2 separate regions of the Mus musculus genome follow, and region 1 is linked to region 2. The links are chromatin contacts, called in public HiChIP or PLAC-seq maps. All regions are on one chromosome and are shown on one strand. Each heading gives the region's core, a stretch centred on a gene start, on an enhancer-like site or on the middle of the called end of the contact. The rest is flanking DNA. Distances are from core to core; before and after follow the strand shown.

Region 1 (4,054 bases), core at 646-3,145, 79 kb before region 2:
GTAGTCTAAGGTAGCGACAAACCATAGCGGGAAAAATAAATTGGGTTTGACAATCTTATTTGGAGGGTTCGTTGTTGTTTCAGGTGTGTGTGTGGGAAGGACCCTGCAGGAGGGAGTGTGTTGGAATGACACTGTGAAAATCAGGACATTAATAAGATCAGTGACCTTAGGTAAGTCTGTGGACTGCAGTTTTCCTATACCTATGAAAACCTGGAATCGTCAACTGAACTGGACACACTTCATAGGCAAAGATTATTCTGTATACTCTATAAAGTCCTAAGTCAACCTTCATAGCCTGGCTCAGAGCAAAACAAACAAGGCAAACACTTGAATAATTATCAGTGTGACTCAGCCCTAGAGCACTTAGCTAGCTTGCATGAAGCCCTTAGGTACCCTCTCCAGGAACCCAGGAAAAAAAGGGCAATTATTAACTGCTGAACTTAAGCATCCCTCAGATGTCACTCAACACTAATTTTTCAGTAAAGTCTTTCCACTCCACTCCGTGCCATTTACAGCTGTAACTCCCTACTCTCATCTTGTTTCTCTCCATAGCACTTTAGTGGTATGTGACATATCTTACCTTAACACAGAAACACACACCCTTTGCCAAGAGTACATGTAACTAGCTTCGTGACTCCAGGACTTGGTCCATTTTTCTCACTATTACATCCTCAGCCCCTAGAAACACCGCCTGTCATAGATACTACATATATTTTGTTGACAGAGCATGGGGATTTCCTAATTAACATTTCAGCTTTCGTTTCAAAACACAGCACACTTGGTAAACATTCGTTAGCAACTCTGTGTGTGTGTGTGTGTGTGTGTGTGTGTGTGTGTTGGAGAGAGAGAGAGAGAGAGAGAGAGAGAGAGAATAAAACCTATTTTAAAAGGCCCCGATTGCCACGCTTGCCAAGCCTAGTCCATGAGGAAATCATTCACCTTCGATTTTCACAGCAACTGCCAAGTTCATTAGTTAAAAATTGTTCACAAACATTAAGGCAATGGTGCAACTTCCTAAACAATGTACAACTTTTCTGTAAATTTAAGATTATCTTCCACGAAATACTGTTTATTAAAGTTGGAAGAGGTCTGTCCGGATGCTGGACAGGCGTTCTCAGCAGATTTCTTAATGCCAGAGGAAGCCTTGACCTCTTGTGTCCTTTTGCTACTAGGACTAAGATCCATCTTTAGACTCCCTTTAACTTCCACTGCTAAAAGCCACACTTCCAAACTGAGCATCTAAGAGGCTCAGGGCAAGGAGCCCTCAGGAAGTTCCAGCTCACCAGGACTTAGTCGCCATCCCAAGGTTCCTCATCCCTTCAAAGGCAAAGCCACTTTGTAAGAGTCATTTGAGCAAAAATCTGTTCCCTTCAGTCCCCTTCCTCTAGACGCCAGCCTTCTTGGCTCTTCCCTAGTGCTCAAGGGAAGTGAGATGGCCAGTCGCCGGGTCTGGCTCCCCCTCTCCCTGCCACAGAGCCTGGGAAATCCCCCCCGCACCCAGGTCCCTCAAATCCAACAGGATCACGGAGACTCAGCATGAAAGGCAAAGGCTGGCGACTTAGCACGGGACATCGAAGGGCCGACCACCTCAGTGCGCGCACCCTGACCAAGGCGATCGAACTCCTGGCGCCCCGCCGGCCCAAGTCCCTGCCAAGCCTCGTCCTTCTCACACACCACCACCACCCCCAACCCCCTGGTGGCTGTCACCAGCCGGGGACCACACTCACCTGTGGCCGCGGCAACTTGGCCCACGGTGGCGGTCCACAGTAGCAGCACCAACAGCTCGCCCAGCAGCGCTGGCCGCGCCATGCAGCCCCTCGCCTCGGAGCGTGGCCCGGCTGGAGCCGCGGCAGTCTCCGCCTCCTCTGTTCTTGCTCCCACTTCCCGGCCGCCGCGCGCTGGAGGCCAGAGCCGGCGCAGACGGGAAGGGCCGCCCCGCCCACGGCCGCAGGTAACCCGAGCGCGCGGGGGCGTCTGGGCGCAGGCAGTGGAAGGGATTGGGCGGGGCCGGCGGCTCTGAGACTCCCACCGAGTGACACCTGGCCTCCCTCCGCGCCACCACCTGTCACAGCTACCTGGGAGTCCTTTGGAAGACCCAAGGCGACTTCCCCTGGAGCTTTGTGGCAGGGCTCCAAAGACTGGCCTCTTCTCACTCCCACTTTGATCAGGATGTGTGGTTGTCCCGAGTGCCAAAGGCTGCACCCTGCTACACACTAGGGCAGGGTCATGTAGGAAAAGAACCTTGGCCTGGGAATCTGGAAACCTGGCATCTAGCCTTAGGTCTCTGAGCCCTTTGTTTCCGAAGTTCTGACTCCTAGAATAGTAATACCAACCTTCTTTATTTCTCTGGATGGACTTGGAAGTGTAGATTGGGGACTTTAGTGGCACCCTGCTTTGTGGAAGGGACAACGGTATATTTGAAAGCTGGTAATAATTGAATTGGGTTTTTAAAGTGACATTCCCGAAACAAGGGATAGTGTCACTATCCTGTGTACCTGTGTTGTTAAAACACACACTCAGCTTAATATAGTTTTAGGTTTCGAGGTACATACTATGGACAGGTATGGTGTTTCATGCCTGAGCACTGTGGCCTAGATTAAACAAGTGCTTAACAATTCTGGGACTGAAGTAGGATTGTCACCAATTACAGGAGAGGTGGGGGGGGGAGGGCGGGAGGGGGGAGAGGGCAGAGATTGAGAGGTTGTAAAGCTTAGTGAGTAAAGATGGAGGAAGAAGAAAACTGAGCCCTGCAAGTTGCCCTCTGACCTCCACGTGGGCACCATGGCATGTGTGTGCACATGCATGCACACCTACATAAGCATAATGAAAAACTGTGAAGACTATGTAAGGAGAAGGTATCGAAGATGTTGAAAGGCTGCACCTTGGAGCCATGAAGCTGGGTGCTGATGAGCATTTCTGAGATTAGGAAAGGAGAGGAACTGAGCAGCTTTGGGGGTTTTGTACTGCTGCTGTGGAAATCGCCCCAATCTGGGTGACTTAAAAAGCTCCATTCTAATACATTTCTGGATATCAGAAGTCTCATTAGGCGAAACCCAAGTGTAGGGAGAGCTACTTTTTGTCATGGAGATTCTAGAACATAAGCCCTTGCTTGAACTTTTCCAGCTGTGAGACACTGCCCACATTCCTTGGTTTGTTGCTGTACCACTAAATCCTCTGTTTCCATGGTCAAAATACATCTCTTTCTCTGACTCTGGCTAACCTATCTCCATTTTCTTTTTATAAAAATCACAATAATAATACACTAGCAAGATTTTGCTGAAAGGACCCTGATATAGCTGTCTCTTGTGAGACTATGCCAGGGCCTAGCAAACACAGAAGTGGATGCTCACAGTCAGCTATTGGATGGGTCACACGGCTCCCAATGAAGGAGCTAGAGAAAATACCCAAGGAGCTAAAGGGATCTGCAACCCCATAGGTGGAACAACATTATGAACTAACCAGTACCCCGGAGCTCTTGTCTCTAGCTGCATATGTATCAAAAGATGGCCTAGTGGGCCATCAGTGGAAAGAGAGGCCCATTGGTCGTGCAAACTTTATATGCCCCAGTACAGGGGAACACCAGGGCCAAAAAGTGGGAGTGGGTGGGTAGGGGAGTGGGGGGGGGGTATGGGGGACTTTTGGGATAGCATTGAAAATGTAATTGAGGAAAATACCTAATAAAAATATTTAAAAATAATCCACACATTTTAAAAGGCTTGATTTGGGGACCAAGGAGATGGTTCCATTGATAAAATGCTTGCCACACAAACACAAGGACCTGAATTTAGATCCCCAGCAGCAACATAAAAAGCCAGGCACAGAAGAGTGAACCTGGGGAAGTAGAGACAGGAATAGCCCTTGTAGCTTCAGGTTCAGGGAGACATTCTCTCTCAGAGAGAGAGAGAGAGAGAGAGAGAGAGAGAGAGAGAGAGAGAGAGAGATTGGGAAAGACACCTGATAATTGAACTCTGACCTCCACATGCACACAGGCAAGCACACACAAATCTATTGTTTAAGCCTTATTTATTCATATCTTCAAAGTCATTTTTTTTTA
Region 2 (4,243 bases), core at 147-2,646:
CTGATTCTCTCATGATTTCAGGTAAAAAGTAGTAGTTATTTTAATAAAAACATGAAAGAAAACACCCCCTCCCTTCTTTCCTTCCCCAACTTCTTTCTCCCCCCACCTCTTATCTTTTTCTACAGAGCTTTCCCTGACAGGGAATTTGTTATACAGATGAGGTGCCCTCAAATTTGGCACCCCTCCTGCTTCTGTTGCCCAAGTCCTGACATTATAGGCACATGTCACTATGCCTGGCAGAAAACTGAATCTAAAGACAAATGTAAAACAATAGAATTTAAGAGGCATAGGGGGATTAAGGACATTTTAGTAGGAACAGTTCACTGTATGGATGACTGAGTTTCAGTGATTTCCCAAGGTTAGCTAGTCAAACTTGACTTGTCACCAGTGTTTTCTCACCACCCCTGCCAGGTTATTTCAAACCGAACTATTGTTCCTCAAACTAGCTAGCTATTATAGTTTTTTTTTTCCTTTCTTGCAATTGTCACCGATTGATTTCAAAGTCATCTTTACCTTGAAGCACTGGGTAAAAAAGGAGATCGTGTCTAGTACTGTCAGAGATACTTCAGTAGCAGTATTGCCTTCCAGAAGCGCCTGGTGGAAAATGTCTGCTTCCGTTGTTGCAGAACCTAAGGTCAGAGAAGCATATTAAACCATGCCCAACCAGACTTACGTTATCAGCACCAAATAACTTCCTCCCAAAGCCACAGTGAGACAGTCTTGCCTTCTTAGAAGGATCTCACACCATCAGACCTAATGAGCTTCACTGCAAAGATACCTTACGAGAGTCACGGTCTGTCTTAATCCCTTCCGGTCACTTTTTTTCCCCCTGCAGCATGTATTTAGCTGCACCCTTCTTTGGTGATGTGATCTCAGTAATGAGCTATGGCGATGGAAGTAGGAAGTCATGTAGGAGGCATCTTCAGCTGTGTTGCCAGCATGGGTAAAAAACCTGACAAAGCCATGCAAATTCAGCATCCTCCAGTCAGATGTCTTCAGTTCTGCCAGTGACAGGATTCCAGGCTACTTATGGGCCTATGGAAGCAGGTTTGTTGCACTTTTACAGCAAGCAGAAACTTGAAAAAATTGCATCCTCACTGAGCCACCAACCAGGCAGCATACACCAGCTGATATGAGGCCCCAGACATACACACAACAGAAAGCTGCCTGGTCTGGCCTTAGTGAGAGAAGGTACACCTAACCCTTCAGAGACTTGAGGCCCCAGGGAGTGGGGAGGTCTGGAGGGGTGGAGGTGGGGTGGCAGAGACATCCTCTTGGAGACAGGTGGTAGGAAAAGGAAGTATGGAGGAGGAATGACCAGAGGGCAGACAGGGAGGGGGGTTAACGACTAGACTGTAAAAAAAAGATTAAGGAACAATAAAAAAGAAATTGCATCTACAGGCTTTTAGCTCAGGGCCTATCTATGCAGGACATTTATTATTATAATTAGGCTTCACAAAGCCAGTTTTCTTGGCCTCTTTTCCTGTGACCTTTGGATTCCTGAATGAAAATGAAAGTGTTCTTCCTCTGAGTTTTTTTTTATTATTATTAATATGTGCTATCAGAGGGTACTTCCCCTTTATCTAGTCCCCAAACGGCCCCAGTTAGGCAAGATTTTTCTTCTTATCCTAGGTGCCTTCTCAATGCTTTAGCACATTTAAATATACCTCCAACAACTAGTATTTAGAGCTCATTATTACTATTTCATGCTACTGGGGATTGAATATAAGGTCTCATGCATACTAGGCAAGAGGCAAGCTCTAGTAGTGGGCTAGGTCCCCAGTATGTATGTATGTATGTATGTATGTATGTATGTATGTATGTATACACACACACACACACACACACACACACACACACACACACACAAGCTTTTTATTGTATTAGACAAGATCAAATTTGCTCAGGATGGCCTTGATCTTGTGAACTTTCTGCCTCACCCCCCTTGGTAGCTGGAATCACAGGCCTGAACTACTAAGTCCAGCTAGAGTCGATTCATTTCCGTAATTAGCACAGAACATATATGTTAGTAGTCACTAAATGAACAATAATAACTCTAACTGAATATTTTTATATGCTATTTTATTATGACGTTAATACATTGTATTAAAATTTAGTGGAGCTAAAGAGATGGCTCACTAATAAGAGCACTTTTTGCTCTTCCAGAGGACCTGCATTTAAGTCCCAGCACCCACATTATGACTCGCACTCATCTGTAACTCCAGTTTTGGGGGATCAAGTGCCCTCTTCTGGCCTTCACAGGTACCAGGCAAACATGGCACACATACATAGATTCAGGCTAAACATTAATACATATTAAATAAAATAAACAAATCTTAAACAATTAAAAATAAAATTTGACGGACACACTATACACATAAACTTGCACCCACACAATGCTCATATCTGTATACATATCACACATATATACACATTGAATTTTTCTTAAAAAAAGATTAAATAGCATTACCATGCTATTTGATATGCCCTTGACCCAAGATTACTTACTGTGATTAAGTGTGAATGAGCTTTCTAAGCTGCTGAGATGTTGAAGCCGAGCTTGCATCACCCCTGATCTGTTTCGAAGAGCTGGCATAGTTTGTGATTTTCTATCTATTCCAAAGTGTTTGGATAGCCAGGCATCATGTACCCTAAAATAAAATTTTAAATCAATAACTGAAGTAAAGCCAGGCAGTGATGGTATATTCTTTTAACCCTGGCAGTTGGGAGGCAAAGGCAGGTGGATCTCTGTGAGTTCAAGGCCAGTTTGTTTTTCATTGTAAGTTCCAGGACAGCCAGGGCTACATAGTGAGACCTTGTTTCAAACCCCCACCAATAAAACAAAAAACAAACAAACAAAAATACAGTAACAACAAAAACTGAAGTGTTCCAATAATATACATCATTGTTTGATTCTTTTAAACTAAAATGTGATTTTTGTTGATGTGTTTCCAGATAAATATAATATGCTGCTCGAAGATTCTATCAACTATTGCTTGGATTAAATGAGATATATTAGAAATGATGAGCCATCTCTCTAGCCCCTAAATTATAAGTTTTAATGGATCTAAAAAAAAGAGCATATACCAGCCGGGCATGGTGGCGCACACGTGTGCCACCAGGCCTTTAATCCCAGCACTTGGGAGGCAGAGGCAGAGGCAGGCAGATGTCTGAGTTTAAGGCCAGCCTGGTCTACAGAGTGAGTTCCAGGACAGCCAGGGCTACACAGAGAAATCCTGTCTCTAAAAAAACAAAAAACATATACTATTAGCTAAGGTATTTAGAAAGAGCCTTCTATCCTTCTCCAAAACACTGGGGCTAAGTAGATAACAACACTCTAATAATATTCAGGTTTTTTTCTTTTCAGGAAGTGAGGAAGGAGAAGCAAGAAGACAGACACTGAAATGGGAAGGGGCTGGCATCAGGCATCAGATATTCAAGAATGAATATCAATCCAGTTTCTTTCTGGATCACTTACAGCTGTGTCATGTGTAAACTCAGGAAGGAGAAGTTTGTCCTCTTCTAACCATGAGGTCAGAGTAACAAAATCTGCGATGCTAAGGTCTATGGTGCTAAAGATCAGAGCAGCTCACAGTCACAGGGAACGATGGTAGCCACTGGAACACATATCACTTGAGATTTATTACTAGGCTGTTCCAGAGACGCAGCAATAAACCGAAGGCAAAGGCTTCAGTCTGTGGTACTAAGCTTGGCATGGTGTGCTTACATTTCCTATAATCCCAGCCTTTGAGAAGCCGAGGCAAGAGGATCAAAAGTTCAAGGTCCTCCTTGGAGACAGAGCAAGCAAGTTCAAGGCAAACTGGGGCTCCATGAGATCCTGCAGCCCAAACCCAAACCCAAACAAAACAAAGAAAGAAACTGCTATGGGCTTTAAATTTGGAGAATAAATAAATTTGGAGAATAAACTATTTGGTCCTGGAAACATGGCTCAGTGGTTAAAGGTCCTTGCCACCATGTCAAACAAGCCTGACCTGGATCCCTGGGACATAGTAGAAGGAGAGGACTAGGTCCACAAGCTGTTCTCTGACCTTAACACATTTGCATGGCATGGGCATGTCCAAGCATACACATAAGTTTTTTTAATGACTATATTTGGATTCCTTTAACTAGTAGTTCTCATTCATATACACACAGATACACTCATAATTGAACTAAGCAAGACTTTCTTTGCCTTCAACCATTTGCCTTCAGAAATTCCTGGCTGTATTTTTTCAGTGTAGGG

The links. HiChIP or PLAC-seq counts read pairs in DNA pulled down with a chosen protein or histone mark.
Region 1: a contact with region 2 is called in an H3K4me3 HiChIP or PLAC-seq map of intestinal villus epithelium, with 5 times the contacts expected there. The contact joins the promoter of Il13ra1 here to the enhancer-like site in region 2. A contact is called at or near these places in 3 of 484 Hi-C or Micro-C datasets (the AML12 cell line, the C2C12 cell line and myeloid progenitors), 1 of 115 datasets of contacts at active chromatin or transcription factors (intestinal villus epithelium) and 2 of 9 other capture datasets (liver and pancreatic islet).

Annotation. Positions count from the first base shown.
Region 1 is chrX:36,109,949-36,114,002 of GRCm38.p6, reverse strand. It overlaps Il13ra1 (interleukin 13 receptor, alpha 1), which reads right to left and starts at 1,895. Exons shown (of 11, transcript NM_133990.5): 1 at 1,728-1,895. The coding sequence starts at 1,809.
Region 2 is chrX:36,030,689-36,034,931 of GRCm38.p6, reverse strand. Dock11 (dedicator of cytokinesis 11) reads right to left here. Exons shown (of 53, transcript NM_001009947.3): 38 at 2,509-2,651; 39 at 514-629. Among named protein-coding and RNA genes, the nearest start is that of Gm32904, 5.7 kb to the right of the region's middle. Within about 2 kb of position 1,396, at least 7 of the 459 cell types and tissues checked have an H3K27ac peak or open chromatin away from gene starts, as enhancers often do. A contact at or near this core is called in intestinal villus epithelium, where this site is marked.